2 separate regions of the Sus scrofa genome follow, and region 2 is linked to region 1. A link is a contact called in public promoter capture Hi-C data. All regions are on one chromosome and are shown on one strand. Each heading gives the region's core, a stretch centred on a gene start, on an enhancer-like site or on the middle of the called end of the contact. The rest is flanking DNA. Distances are from core to core; before and after follow the strand shown.

Region 1 (7,932 bases), core at 2,666-5,165:
CATATGGAGGTTCCCAGGCTAGGGGTTGAATCGGAGCTGTAGCCACCGGCCTACGCCAGAGCCACAGCAACGCGGGATCCGAGCCGCGTCTGCAACCTACACCACAGCTCACGGCAACGCCGGATCGTTAACCCACTGAGCAAGGGCAGGGACCGAACCCGCAACCTCATGGTTCCTAGTCGGATTCGTTAACCACTGCGCCACGACGGGAACTCCCTGAAAAGCTTTTGCACAGCAAAGGAAACCAAAAAGAAAACAAAAAGACAACTTTCAGAATGGGAGAAAATACTTTCAAATGATGCAACTGACAAGGGCTTAATCTCTAGAATATACAAGCAACTTATACAACTCAACAGCAAAAAAACCAATCAATCAATGGAAAAATGGGCAAAAGACCTGAATTGACATTTCTCCAAGGAAGATATACAGATGGCCAACAAACACATGAAAAAATGCTCAACATCGCTGATTATAAGAGAAATGCAAATCAAAACTACCATGAGATACCACCTCACACCAGTCAGAATGGCCATTATTAATAAATCCACAAATAACAAGTGCTGGAGGGGCTGTGGAGAAAAGGGAACCCTCCTGCACTGTTGGTGGGAATGTAAACTGGTACAGCCACTATGGAGAACAGTTTGGAGATACCTTAGAAATCTATACATAGAACTTCCATATGACCCTGCAATCCCACTCTTGGGCATCTATCCGGACAAAGCTCTACTTAAAAGAGACACATGTACCCGCATGTTCATTGCAGCCCTATTCACAATAGCCAAGACATGGAAACAACCCAAATGTCCATCGACAGATGATTGGATTCGGAAGATGTGGTATATATACACAATGGAATACTACTCAGCCATAAAAAAGGATGACATCATGCCATTTGCAGCAACATGGATGGAACTAGAGACTCTCATACTGAGTGAAATGAGCCAGAAAGACAAAGACAAATACCATATGATATCACTTATAACTGGAATCTAATATCCAGCACAAATGAACATCTCCTCAGAAAAGAAAATCATGGACTTGGAGAAGAGACTTGTGGTTGCCTGATGGGAGGGGGAGGGAGTGGGAGGGATCGGGAGCTTGGGCTTATCAGACACAACCTAGAATAGATTTATAAGGAGATCCTGCTGAATAGCATTGAGAACTATGTCTAGATACTCATGTCGCAACAGAAGAAAGGATGGGGGAAAAAATTGTAACTGCAATGTATACATCTAAGGATGACCTGACCCCCTTGCTGTACAGTGGGAAAATAAAAAAATAAATAAATAAATAAATGGTGCTGGGAAAACTGGAAAGTTACATGTAAAAGAATGAAAGTAGAACACTATCTAACATATACAACAATAAACTCAAAATAGATTAAAGACCCAAATATAAGGCCAGACACTATAAAACTCCCTAGAGGAAAGCATAGACAGAATGCTCTTTGACATAAATCACAGCAATATCTTGTTTGATTCACCTCCTAGAATAATGACAATAAAGACACAAATAAACCAATGGGACCTAATCAAACTCAAAAGCTTTTGGACAGCAAAGGAAAGCATTTAAAAAAAAAGAAAAAGACAACCCACAGAATGGGAGAAAATCTTTGCCAATGATGCAACAGACAAGGGCCTCATCTCCAAAATATACAAACAACTCAGGCAACTCAACAACAAAAAAACAAACAACCCAAATGAAAAACGGGCAAAAGACCTTCTCCAAAGCAGACATACGGATAGCCAAAAGGCATATGAAGAAATGCTCAATACCACTAATTATTAAAGAAATGCAAATCAAAACTAAAATGAGGTACCACTTCACACCAGTCAGATGGCCATCATTAACAAGTCAACAAATAAATGCTGGAGAGAGTGTGGAGAAAAAGGTACCCTCCTCCACTGTTGGTGAAGATGTAAACTGTACAACCACTATGGAAAACAATATGAAGGTACATCAGAAAACTATGATGCTACCATATGATCCAGCAATTCCATTGCTGGGGATTTATCTGGACAAAAACTTTCACTGAAAAAGACGCATGCATCCCTATGATCACTGCAGCATTATTCACAATAGCCAAGACATGAAAACAGCCTAAATGTCCATCAACAGATGACTGGATTAAGATGTGGTACATGTATACAAGGGAATATTACTCAACCATAAAAAAGACAAACTAATGTCATTTGCAGCAACATGGATGAATCTACAGCTTCTCATACAAAGTGAAGTAAGCCAGAAAGAAAAAGAAAATACCATATGATATCACTTATTTGTGCAATCTAAAATATGGTACAGATGATCCTATCTAAAAAACAAACAAACAAACGGAAACAAGAACATGGCCAAGAAGAGCAGACTTGGAGTTCACAAAGGGGAAAGGGAAGGGAGTGGGATGGATGGGCATTTTGGGGGGTTTTTTGGATGCAAACTGTTATATTTGGAATGGATGGGCAATGGGATCCTACTGTACAGCACAGGGAACTGTGTGTGATTGGGTCATTTTGTTGTACAACAGAACTTGACAAAACATTGTAAATCAACTATACTTTAATAATAACAAAAGAAAAAATAAAGGAAAAAGAGTGGAAAAAAAGATACCATTTTTTATTTGATGTACTCTATGACTCACTGAAATAAAAAGTACACCTGTGACTGCCTCACTTTGACTTTTTTTTTTAGGGCCGCACCCGTGGCATATGGAGGTTCCCAGGCTAAGGGCTGAACCGGAGCTGTAGCCGTCGGCTTACACCACAGCTAAAAAAGCTACAGCTCTTTCTATAATGTTGAAAAAAATCGACAAGCACTACCACTTCTGTAAGCAGTAAAAAAAAAGCAATAAACAATGAAAAAGTATGGCACTTAGAAAATAAGGGGTTAGATTACAGCAAAAACGCAAATTCTTTACAGATCCCACCCAGACTTACTAAATCAGAAACCCTAAAAGTAGGCCCAGCAATCTGTTTTGGCAACCCGCCAGGTGATTCTGACACAAGCTCAAATTTGAGAACTACCGGACTAGATTTTTACTTTGGATGTAGACAGAACTGGATGGAATCTCCTTTGGTACTGGTACTTCACTCTAAAAATAAAATGAGGTCTTCGAGCACTGTGAAATAAAGATGCTTTAAAGGGCCGACACACGATCACTATAGCATTCTAGCTGTTGTTCCTTTCATAATTTCTATCCTGAATAGACTATAACAACACGTTTCACACTAGCAAGGCTTTAAAGAGATGAAGGATATCAACATCTAGTGCTCCATATCCTGACAGGTGCCTCTAACACCACGAGTGTGTGTGTTTATCAGAATAACTCGCCTCTTGGAAAACCTGTCACCTTCCACCTCGAGTGACAGCGTACAGATGTTTTTTTTTTAAAACAAGACTACAAGCAAGCCCCACAGGGCCAATCCCCACAATGGAGCAGATAACAAACCTCTCCTCAGCTCCCAGACCCCAGGAAAGCTGACTAGGCGGCAACATTCGCGCCGCTGGAAACAGGCGAGGCGTTAATCCCCAAGGCTGCGTCTAGAGGATTGGGGGGAGAAATGAGATACCCCGAGGAAGAGGTGCTGTGCTCAGAGCCAAGCCAAAAGCAAGGGTTATAACTCACTTCAGGAGAAGAGCGTAAAACTCTTCAGCAGCTTGGTTCATTCGCAACCACATCTTGCACCCGTCGCACTGCCGAACCGGAACCGCCAATCTGAAATACGCGCCCGACGCTGACGTCCGGGGTCATGACCCCCCCTCCAGAACTACTTTTACCCCACCCCCAAAAGCTCTCGTTTGTTCACAAAGTTAAACTTTTGTTTTATAACACACCGCGGCTTTTCCTGTCCCAATAGTTTTCCATTCCCGTAAGAAAAAGTTAAAATAAGTTTTAGCGGTTTCGGGGAAAAAGATACTGATCTCGCGAGAATTGGCCACGCCCCCTTGTGGATTACTCCGCGAAAAAGAGTCCCTCGGTTGTAAGAGCTCTTTTGGCTTTGAAAATTAATAGAAACCGCAATTTGACACCTATTCAGAAATAATACTCTACTTTTTTATTTATGTAGAGTCGTAGAGAGATATTTTGTGTCCCTGAATCGGTTCTGAGACGGGGCAAGGTGGGGGACGAGTTGAAGATTACATATAGAGTGAGAGTGCTAAGCACTTCCTTTTCCTGTGGGAGCCGCCGGGTTGAGAGGAGCGTGGCCTTCTCCTCTCCCCACCATGGTGAGTGGAGTTCTTCTCGGTTGGGCTTATTTTCTGCTCAATGGGCCTGGCAGGAATGGGTTTGGGGTTTCAGGGCATGAGGTCTTCAAGGCGGGAACAAATGATGGGGGCTAAAGTCGTCTGTTTGCGGCTGGGACCTGGGTAGCGCGGCTCTATGGCAGCCATCTTAGAGGCAACGTGTGCGAGTCGGCGCCCGGCGCGCCTGGAAGCGACTCCGGAGAATCCTCCCCAGATAGTTCTCGGGCGCAGAGGGACCTTTGGAATCCGATCTTTCCTTCGATCTTAGAAGGCATTGGTTCCGCTGAAGACTTGGAAATTCTCGGGGCCTAAAACAGTCTGGGTGAAAGAGTTAGTTTGGGTCCTTGTATCTCCGTGAGCTGTTAAGCAAGGAACATTTATCTCTTTTGAGAAATTTCCTTAAGAAAAATATTTTGTTTCACTGCCTAGATTGGCTAGCTCTTGTGGCATTTAGTAAATTGAGCCTAGTTTATTCATGGTAAGGGTCTTAAAATGTTTATGCTCAATATAAAGGATGGTTTGATACTAGGTTTTCCTTGCAATGATGGCGTAATTTGCGTCTTACTCTGTTCTCAGCGACAGTTGCCTGCTGTCAGTAAGCTGGTTCAGAAGGGTGACGAAAATTCTACTGAGCAAGGCATAATCTGTTCTTAATTACTAAAGTTTGAGAAATGAGATTCTTAACTCGGAAAATAGATGTGTCGTGGGGGCCTCATGTTTGCGCCAACCAAGATCTGGCGATGTTAGTACCGCAGAGTGAATTAATTGTGTGTCAGCTTAAGATCTGCCTCTGAAAGCGTTCTGGTCCTTTTGGCTTAGAAGTTGCATTTCCACAAATACAGTCTGCATGCACCATGTGTCCTGGGGAGTTGAGTGAACAAAACAGTCAGAAAGCACTATCCTTATGATGCATCCGTTGTAATTGAGTTGGACAAAATGGATTGTAATGTTTGGTGGCATTAAATGATGTAATCATAGGCAATGAGAGAGGAGGCAGTAGTTGGGCTTCAGTGATCTGAGAAACCTTCAAAGTGGCCTGAAGTGTAGGTATGGGGGAGGGTATCTTTAAGAAGACTTGTTAACTCTGAGGCAGGAGGGGGATATCTCTGAGGTAGGTCTGAGTATCTGGAAGAGAGTATGGGAGTTGAGGTTAACAGGTGGCTGGTGTGGGTCATCCTCAGAGTCTTAGTTAACTTTGAGGGAGTAAGTCCTTGGAGAAGATTATGTAAAAAGTAACATGACTGGCGTTTTTACTAGTAAGTTTTGGAAGATGTTTTTGGAATGGGATGAAGGAAGCAAGGATGGATATTTGGAATAGAGCTCTGTTAGATCAAATTTGCTTATATTTGGGATGAACAAATTTGAATGGTGGCATTAAACTGCATTTTCAAACCTTGTGATGTATGATTTTGATGAGTTTGCTTTCTAAGGCCTGGTTTGGAAGTTTTAATATAAAGCATTCTCTTTGAAAACAGTGAAATTTCTGTGGCAGAACTTAAGAATCTAAGTGTCCTTCAAATGTATATTGATGTTAATAGACCTGATGGTGTGTTAGTAACTTAGCCTCTGTTTTTGGTTTTAGCATTACTTCCTAGTCAAACTCCAGTCTCTTCTGTAACAGTAGTTAATGCTTTTGTTGACATGTGAGAAGAGTGCCTCTGTTGCTTGTCAATATAAATATTTTCCTTTTTCTCAGGCGTGTGCTCGTCCACTGATATCAGTGTACTCAGAAAAAGGGGAGTCATCTGGCAAAAATGTCACTTTGCCTGCTGTGTTCAAGGCTCCCATTCGACCAGACATCGTGAACTTTGTTCACACCAACCTGCGCAAAAACAACAGACAGCCATATGCTGTCAGTGAATTAGCAGGTATGGATTTAGGGGTTTCATGGGTTGGTATTTTAAAACAGCAATGATGAAATTCCACTCCGTTGGTCCGTGTTTCTGAACCACATGATTTTCCTGGATGTTCTGATGCTGTTTGCTAATAGCATAGTCATAGACTAGTGTGGTTGGGTAGCTGAAACTTGTGTTTCTTCACAATTTCAGGTCATCAAACCAGTGCTGAGTCTTGGGGTACTGGCAGAGCTGTGGCTCGAATTCCCAGGGTTCGAGGTGGTGGGACTCACCGTTCTGGCCAGGGTGCTTTTGGAAATGTATCCTTTGTTTCACTACCTAGACTGGTCAGCTCTTGTGGCATTTAGCAGCCTGGACCTGCTTTATTCATGTTAGTGGTTTAAAAATATGTTCAAGGAGTTCCCGTCGTGGCGCAGTGGTTAACGAATCCGACTGGGAACCATGAGGTTGCAGGTTTGATCCTTGCCCTTGTTCAGTGGGTTAACGATCCGGCGTTGACATGAGCTGTGGTGTAGGTCACAGACGTGGCTCGGATCCTGCGTTGCTGTGGCTCTGGTGTAGGCTGGCGGCCGCAGCTCCGATTGGACCCCTAGCCTGGGAACCTCCATATGCCGTGGGAGCGGCCCAAGAAATGGCAAAAAGATTTTTTTAAAAAATGTCCAAAATATTGAAGAGTCCAGGTTAACGATAACAGATGCAACATTATGTTTTGCTTGCAATGATGTCGTAATTTGCGCCTTACTCTGTTCTCAGCGACAGTTGCCTGCTGTCAGTAAGCTGGTTCAGAAGGGTGACGAAAACTCCTACTGAGCAAGGCATAACCTGTTCTTAATTGCTAAAATTTGAGAAATGTAATTCTTAACTGGGAACATAGATGTGTCGTGGGGGCCGCATGTTTGCGCCAACCAAGACCTGGCGACGTTGGCATCGCAGAGTGAACACAACACAGAAGCGATATGCCATCTGCTCTGCACTGGCTGCCTCAGCCTTACCAGCGCTGGTCATGTCTAAAGGTTTGTGATATTTTATTTTCTATGAGTTGTATGAAATGCTCCTTTTTTCCTTCACCTGAAAGTTTTCATTGGTGTTGATACCTTGTATAAATTCTCTTCATCTTAGAGGGCCTGGCTAAATTTCCCTCTGCTAAATACTAGTTATGACCACTTCAGTCTAAAAACTCAGTCATTAATGAATACTTTGTACCTAGGGGAGTAATTCAAATACAGTGATTTGGTATATTGATACAACTGTCAAAATGATGAGATTCCACTTCATTGGTCCGTGTTTCTGAAAAACATGATATTTGTGAGAATTCTGATTTGGCAGATTGTATACCATTTTGATTTTGTGAGTTTGATGCAACTTATCAAAGGAATTGGGGTAACCACGTCTGCGTTAATTGGCTTTGTCAGGTCATCGGATTGAGGAAGTTCCTGAACTTCCTTTGGTGGTTGAAGATAAAGTTGAAAGCTACAAAAAAACCAAGGAGGCTGTTCTGCTTCTGAAGAAGCTTAAGGCCTGGAATGATATCAAGAAGGTAGGTTTTATAGTCCTTCACACAAATTTGTCAGATTTTAAATTTCAAAAGATTATTGGAGGGACAGTATAACTAAACCTTAGTGGATATGAGAGTGTAGAATCCTGAAACATCTGAATTTGAATCCTGAGTGCCGTTTGTTGCTATGTGTTAATGTTAGGCAAGCTATTCATGCCTTAAATTTCATCAACTGTAAAATGGAGTTTTTTAAATTATGAAGATCTGTTGCAAGGATCATATCTCAATATACCACACCCCACTTTGTTAGGTTTATGCCTCTCAGCGAATGAGAGCTGG
Region 2 (7,932 bases), core at 3,031-5,530, 310 kb before region 1:
AATCATTGCTCTGTGGCCTCAACCCAATGTGTGGGGACCCTGGGGGAGACTCCGTCCTTTCCCTGGAAGACCATTAGTCTAATCAGATCTTGATACCAGAAAGATGATACCGGAATCCGGGTTCTTGTTCACGGGGTTGAAGAATGAACTCCGCGGACACACAGGCAGCAAGCAAGCAAGCAAAGTTTTAATTAAAGAAAAGGAGATGGCTCCCAGGGTTACTGGGAGGGGGGAGAAGAGTCCCCCTTTCTCTATTGTCCTATAGGGGGTTTTAATTCCTTAAAGTTGGGGGGGGGTACCAAGGTGGAGTCCAGAGAGATGCGGTCTTCTCCCATTAGCCTTATTCAGTTACCCATATCAGTCTTTGTCCAATAGGGTCCTAGGGGTGGAAATGTCTAAAAGTGTCATAGTTTCTTTGTCCTTTTCATCCGGTAAACGGAGTCACAGGGGATCAGGGATTAATGTCCATCTGGGTGTAGGTACACTCCCTATAGTAAACACGGCCGGTGGGGATGTTACTCCCTGGAGCCCTTACGCCACGCATGTTCATCAATGGCCATATCAAAGAGGGCATCGAGGCCCATGCTCCTACACTGACTACCTGAGTTAATATTCTGCCTCAATCTCACCCCAAAGAGTTCTCTAGTGAGTCTAGGTGGAAACCCAGACTCACTTTGGTGGTTCTCAAGCTTGACAGCCTCCCCAGGGTGTGGAGCCCAGGCAACATCCTAGTTTCTCGCAGGCAGAGTTACAGAGGCAAACATGTTTTAACTACTGCTGAATATGGGCAGCAAGGAGGGACAAGGTGAGTCCAAACTTGTGAAGCAAAGCCCCAGATGCAGTAACCCGTGGGAGGTAGCGACTTAAAAGGAGAAGGAAAACTTGCCAGAAAAAGACTTTCTAAATGACCCAGCGGGGTGAGTCCATGTCATTGAAAGGCTGTAGGGGGCGCTGGATGCACATAAGCATCTGTGGGCAGCTCAGAGGAGCTATTCCAGTCTTGGGGAGGTTTCAGGATGTTTCAAAATCCAGTCTCCCCTGAGGCATGTGTGGCACTTCACCTATAAAAGCCAGTCATGGTAACTGCCTCCCACAATTATTAGAAAGATCAAGGGTGATTACGTAGGCGAAACTAAGAAGAGTTATTTGGGAAAAAAGGGTGCCTGGAGCCAGGACAACCAGATGGCAAGGGGTCATTAGACACATTACTGTCCTGAACCAGCCCTTGCCATGCAGGGGAAGGAGCATCTGGGGTCAGAGAACTGTGGTCTCAATCCTGTCTCTATCACTGTGGGGCTGTGTGACTTTAGGCGGACCACTGCTCCTCTCTGGGCATCAGTTTCCACATCTGTAAAATGGGCATAACACCTTCCTCAGTTGCTGTGAGAATTCAATGAGAAACGTGTTGGTGCATCCATGCTCCTGGAGTCCACCCGCGGGAGGGCTCAGTGAATGAAAATGAACGGAATAGGAAGGTGTATCAGCCTCCCAGTGTCAGCGTGAGGAGGCTGGGAGGAGCACCAGGCTTGGAGGTTCTGAGGTGACAGAGTGGCTGGAATCTGAACTTCACTGGTGGAACTGGGCCTTCTGAGGAGGACCCTGCCCAGGGTGGGGCCTCAAAAACCATGGGAGCACCTGTGCCCCTGTGCTGAGTATTTGGCCTTGGATCCACATCCTGGTCATGCTGCCTACAGATTAGGGGATACTAGTCAAGTGTCTTTACTTTTCTGTACCTCAGTCATCTCTTCTGTAAAGTGGGGCCATTATGCCTGCATCACAGGGTGCAATGTGCGTGGCTGGGTCCAAAGTTAGCATGTTCCCAGCAGCCTCTCTCCAAGTCCAGCTTTGCCCTCAACTCCTCCATCCCAGGGACTATAGGGGAGCAGATGTGAAAGGCCAAAGAGAAAATAGAGGCCCTGCCTGACCAGGCCCAGAGAGGGGAAGGAGCCCATGCAAAGTCTCCCAGGAAATTAGAGATAGAGCCAGGCTGCTTCCTGGAGGGGGTGGCCTTCTGAAGGCTAAGAGCTTCCCTGAACTTATTAGGGTTGTGATGTCTGAATCCATGTCCCAGGCCCTCACTCTGTGACTTCCCAGGGCTTCCCTCACATTCACCAGGGAACCTGCATTTCCTGAGCACGGGGAGTGAGTATCTGTGTGGGCCTAGGGAACCTCAGCTGCAGACACTGTACAGTCCTGTTATCAAGAGACCAGAAAGAGAGGAGTTCCCATTGTGGCTCAGTGGGTAATGAACCTGACTAGCATCCACAAGGACACAAGTTCGATCCCTGGCCTTGCTCAGCGGGTTGGGGATCCGGCGTTGCCGTGAGCTGTGGTGTAGGTCACAGACGTGGCTCGGATCCAGCATTGCTGTGATGGTGGCGTAAGCCAGCAGCTACACCTCCAATTAGACTCCTAGGCTGGAAACCTCCATATGCCACAGGATCAGCCCTAGAAAACAAATTTAAAAAAAGAGAGAGAGAGAAAGAGAGAGACCAGAAAGAGCGACTTTGGGCAGGAGCTTCCAGTGGGGAGTCCACACCTATGTCCCAAGACCAAGTTCTGAGGAGCATCACGCTAGGAGTGCCTGCAGACAGGAGGGTGGAGACAGGAGACCTGAGGAGGAAAACACTAGAAAGCTGTAGGAGAGGTGGTCCTAAGACCTGGGAACTAACTGCCCAGCCATGGATTTCACAAGGTCAGGGGCCTCCTCTCTCTCAACAGCTGCTTAAACTCTGGAGGCAAATTCCTAGTGGCTTCTGCTTCAAAATACATCCAGGCCTTACCATTCAGTGATACATACTGACACATTTATGATTGAAATAATATGATATCTGGGATGTGTTTCAAAATAATCCAGTTGTCAAGAAGGGGGACAGGTTTCCACTACGGAAACAGAATTGGCTGTGAGCTGAAGGTTAAAATGGGTGATGGGGACATAGGAGTTCTTTGTATTATTCTTGCTACTGCTGTGCATGTTTGGCATGTTCCCTAACAAAAAGTTCCTACGGCCAGAATCAGCCATTTCTCTCCAGCGCCAAGCTCACTGCCCTGGCCCTCTGGCCTGGACGGCCCCTGCAGTCACCTCACAGGTCTGCCTACCCTGGCAGGCCCCTCCAGTCTATTCTCAACACCACCACCAGAGGGAGCCAGTTACAACTTGAGTCCCCTACTCAAACCCTCCCGTGGCCCCATTTCATTCAGAGATCCTCAGCCTTCAAGAGAGCACTCCATCTTGCCCCTGTCACCTCTTAGGCTCCTCTCCAGCCACACTGGCTTCTCTTCAGCCTCCCAGAGTCTCCTCCATGACCCCTTAGGGCGTTATGTGCCGAGGGGGATTTGTGGGAAGGTCTGATCTTCATTCACCCATGACACAGACATTACAATATTGCATTGGGACACAAATACACTTAAAAAAAAAAAAAGTGTAGTTGTTTATCTGAATTTCACATCCAACTGGGCATCCTGTATTATATCAAGCCACCCTATCCATAACAAACTATAAACCAGTCCTACCAAAAGAACCATGCTGTCACTTTAATGTCCCCAATGCTCAGCATGCAAAGGTGCCTCCTCCTAGCAAGACCTATGCAAAAAAAGCACCCTCTAGGCTGATATAGCTCCCTGCCCCGTTGCAAGGATTTCCAGTCCACTTGCTTCAGTGTCGAGGTTCTTTTGCAGAGCACAACCTGCCCAACTCTTCATAGCAGCCCTGCAGGAGGCCAGAGAAGCAGGTGCTTCCAGAATGGGAGAGGTTGAACCTGCCTTCCCAGCTCTTTCTCTCCCCAATAGTGGGTAGGGACTGAGAGGGAGTGGCAATGCCAGGGCCTAGACTGGTAGCCCCCTCTGAGCGCTTTTGGATTCGAGCCCATCTAGGGTGAGTCTGAACTCTGTGGTGGTGGGTAGAGGGGCCCCATGCCAGACACCACCAGCTGCCCCCGTGGCTGGAAGGTGCCCACTTGAACCATTCCAAGTAAACATTTGACCAGCTCGGCCCTGGCCATCATTCCACGCCAACACTTGGCCCTTGTTCCTGGACAGGCCCTTCTGTGTCCCGTTCTTTGTGGCTGACATTTCAGCCGGGCTCTTCAGGGGCCGGGGTGACCCGATGCCCCATTCCCATTCTGCAGACAGGCTCCAGGGAGGTGGTCCCTGCGGCAGCGGGCACTTGGCGGGGGAGTCCCAGCAGACGGGCCGTCGCCAGGCCGGGCCAGCCACCCCCCTGAACACCCCACGTGGGCCTCGGGGCTGCAAAGCCCACAGTCTAACAGTGGAGCCATGGGGCTGCCAGCTGACTCGGCTGCTTTGTTCCAGGCCTGGAGTGGTCTGAGGGTGGCTGAGGACTGTGGCTCCTTCTTTGCTGAGAAGCCACAGATAACGCCGGCGACAGGGCCTGATAAAGCGTCTGTCAGAGGCTCCCTCCCAGACAGGCCTTGCTGTTCCCGCCGGCCCCAAGGGCCCCTGCAGCCCAAGCCTGTCTCCAGAGGTCAGCCCCTCCCTGGGGTCTCAGCTCTTCTCTTCCAGAAGCTGAAGAACAGGCTGGTGGACCCCTCCCCACCCATATCTCCAGTCTGGCTCTCAGAAGTTCCTGAGGCCTCTGGGCCCAGGAGCAGAATAAACTAATCTTCTGATTTACTCCTATGAAGAAAATGTCAAGGCACACGCCTCTCTTGGTGGAATTCCAGACTGTGGCTTCTGGGGAGCTAGGGGGAAGGGAATCACGGGCCTGGAATGTCTTTCTAGAAGCCCTCAAATGATATTCTATGTCGCCTCTTTCATGTCACAAGAGCCCCCTCTATGCCAGGCTCTGGTGTGGATTCGGGGGCACAGGAACAAGTAAGATGTCATCCACGACCAGGGGAACTCCCAGGAAGAGGGCGCTGGAAGACCTAGCCTCCCACACCCCGCTCCCGACCTGACCCAGGCCTGCACCCCAGGCCTCCAGAGGGCTCTGGCCTGGAGTAGGAGGTGTGTGAGGGGACCTAGACAGCCTCGGGTGTCGTGGGATGAGACTCAGCGCAAAAGGGCTGGAGAGTGGAGACCAAAGAGTCCTGGAGCTGATGGAGGAGGCACAGCCTTCCCTCCCTTCCCACTTCTCCAGCCAGGAGTCAGAAGACACCTTTACAGCCCAGAAAACAGGCATTTCTGAAGTCAGCCCTCAGTGTCCTGAGCATGGCGCACGTGAGCAGAGGGTGGCTGCGGGCACAACCAGAGAAGATGCCCTCCGCAAGGCAGCGGCACTGATCCCCGAGATTGCCTGGGGACACTGGGCTTCCAGTTTAATTGCAGACAGAGTGTGGGATCCACGGTTGGGGCTGCCTGCTTCGTGCTGACCAACCTAACTAAGGCCCTCAAGCCTCACATGGTGGACGACGGGAGCTGGAGACCTTGTGCCTGAAGCGAGTCCCAGCTCTGTGGCTCTGTGACCCAGGCAGGCCTCTGGCCCTCACTGGGGGTTAGGCTAGAGGCCTCTTGCCAGGGAGAGAAGCTCCAGGGGAGAGGCCCTGTCTAAGGGCCAGTGTGTCCAGAGGGAGAAGGCCTGGGCTGCCTCTCCTCCCGCAAGGGAAGGACCGTCTCTCCAGAGCCACTTGGAGTGCTGTGGAGGGTGGGAACCCAGGTTGCCTGCATCTGGGAATCCAGGCGCTGCCTTTCCAGATGCAGGGACCCCTGACCCCCACCCCACACAGCTTCCCAGGGGGCCTCTGGCTCATAAAGGAAGGACCTGAGTTTCAGGGTATCTTTCAGGAGAGGCCTCCTGCTCTCCCCCACCTAGAGCAGCTCCCTCTGAAACCTCTGCAACCACACCCACACACCAGAACAAACCCTTCCTTCCCCGCTGTAGTATCTACATCCCTGCCAGAGCAGTTCTGCCTCACGCATTTATTTATTCTTCCCTCAAACACCTACTGTTACATGTATGTGCCAGGCAGCAGGGCCCTGTGGGGAACAGACGGTCACAGCTCCTGCCCTGGAGGCGCTTACAGGCCTGTAAGGCAGGACAGACTGCTGAAGACAGAAGTACAGGTGAGTGATGATGGGGGCCCTGAAGAAAGAGCAGAGGCTGTGGGAGAGGATGGGGAGGAGGACATAAGGGCAGGTTGTGGGGCGGGGGGGGCCCTTCTGATGAGGTGACATTGAAACTGACACCTGGAGGCAGTGAGAAGGGAGGTTCCTGCCCTGGTCCTGGCCTGGGTGACATTGACCTCTGGAATCTCCCTCCGGCTGCCCCCACCTCACACCTAACGAGGTGCCAGCGGAGTCAAAGGAAATTCACACAGGTTGAAAACAGGGCCAGTCTGTGACATTTCTGCCAGAAGCGAGGCATGGAGGGGGACCAGTGGGATTGAATTGTGACCCCAAGACAGGAAGGGCTGAGGAGCTGGCACTCACCCTCTACAATACCTGGCAGAGAAGTCCCCGCCCCCCATGCCAAGTACTCCCCCAATAATACAAGATGCACTCTCTCTGCAGAGCGGGAGGAACACCCCCCACCCCAGCCTTTGCTCAGGAGGGACCCTGCACCCCTGGGCAGGAGAGAAAAGCCTGGCTGGCAGCCCGAGCCTTCAGTCTCTCGCTCCTCACTCTGCCTGTGGCCTTGCCTAGCTCTGCGGCAGACATCCTGTGTGGCCTTGGGGATGTTACTCCCCTTTCTGGGCTTGGGACAGCAACTTTGGGACAGGGTGGAAGAGTGGAAGTGGTACAGTGGTCCCCAGCCAGTTGATCCTGGGGGCACTTTGGACATGGGCCAGTGAGAGGTGGGGTGGGGCCCTGCCACTCCATTGCTGGGTGAACCTGGGATCCTCAAAGCGCCCTCTGGGGCATCTTGCCCATCCGCAACTAGAGGGGCTGCTCTCACTGCCAGGAAAGCTGAGAGCTCCCCACTCCAGGGTCTCCACTGCACACCAGCTTTTGGAACCTGAACGCCAGCAAGTTACCACATTTAATGATAAAGACTATAATCTCATCACAAATCAAAGCACCAGGAAAAAAAAAAAAAAAAAGGACTCGGTCCCCTTCCATCCCTCAATTCCAACAGCACAGCATTATCTGATCCTAGCTAATGCTGGGTCCATGACAGGACCAGGGTGCTGGAAGGTACTCCTTGTCCCTCAGAGTGGCACATGGAAGCAGGGAATGTCCCCAGGTGCCAATTTTGAGACAGGATCAATGACATTCTCCACCTCACTTGCTCTTCACCAGCTCTCCAGGTAATGCATTTTTTCCTCTTACCTTTTTTTTATTTTTATTTTTTGGCTGCGCCTGCGGCACATGGAAGTTCCCAGGCCAGGGATCGAATCCAAGCCACAGATACAACTTACACCCCACAGCTGCTGCTTACATCACAGCTGTGGCAGTGCTGGATCCTTAACCCACTGCACCACAGTGGCAATTCCTCTTTTTACCATGTTTATTGAAATATACATAGCATGATGCACATGAATCTCAAATCGTGCATGAAGCTCAAGTTCAATGAACTCTGACATGGATATAAAGCTGTGTGACAACAGATCAGGACAAAAGAACAGTTCCAACATGCCAGAGGATGCCATCGAGCCCCCTCCCAGTCAGCACCACCCAGAGATAACCACTATCTGAGCTTTTCTTGATCTTGAACTTTTTTTGTTTTGTTTGTTTTTTAGGGCCGCACCTGAGGCATATGGAGGTTCCCAGCCTAGGGGTCGAATCGGACCTGTAGCCGCCAGCCTACACCACAGCCACAGCAAGGCGAGATCCTAGCCGCGTCTGCGAACTAGACCACAACTCATGGCAACACCGGATTCTTAACCCACTGGGTGAGGCCAGGGATCGAACCTGCAACCTCATTGTTCCCAGTCGGATTCATCTCCACTGTGCCACAATGGGAACTCCGTAACTTCTTATGAATGGAATAAAATGTAGCTATTCTTCGCACCTGGCTTCTTTCACTCACCAAGC

What was found. Promoter capture Hi-C pulls out the DNA fragments that hold promoters and counts their contacts.
Region 2: a promoter capture Hi-C map of fetal liver shows a contact between it and region 1, with 3 times the contacts expected there. The contact joins the enhancer-like site here to the promoter of ZWILCH in region 1. A contact is called at or near these places in 1 of 5 promoter capture datasets (fetal liver) and 6 of 47 Hi-C or Micro-C datasets (embryonic fibroblasts, epiblast stem cells, fetal heart ventricle and 3 more).

Annotation. Positions count from the first base shown.
Region 1 is chr1:164,477,768-164,485,699 of Sscrofa11.1, reverse strand. It overlaps ZWILCH (protein zwilch homolog), which reads right to left and starts at 3,915. Exons shown (of 19, transcript XM_021100319.1): 1 at 3,623-3,915. The coding sequence starts at 3,675. RPL4 (60S ribosomal protein L4) reads left to right here and starts at 3,935. Exons shown (of 10, transcript XM_005659862.3): 1 at 3,935-4,224; 2 at 5,939-6,110; 3 at 6,291-6,397; 4 at 6,973-7,111; 5 at 7,511-7,635; 6 at 7,904-7,932. The coding sequence starts at 4,222.
Region 2 is chr1:164,787,564-164,795,495 of Sscrofa11.1, reverse strand. The region is part of intron 3 of LOC102161686 (a long non-coding RNA gene); the gene reads right to left. Among named protein-coding and RNA genes, the nearest start is that of SMAD6, 140 kb to the right of the region's middle. Within about 2 kb of position 4,280, at least 24 of the 83 cell types and tissues checked have an H3K27ac peak or open chromatin away from gene starts, as enhancers often do. A contact at or near this core is called in fetal liver, where this site is marked.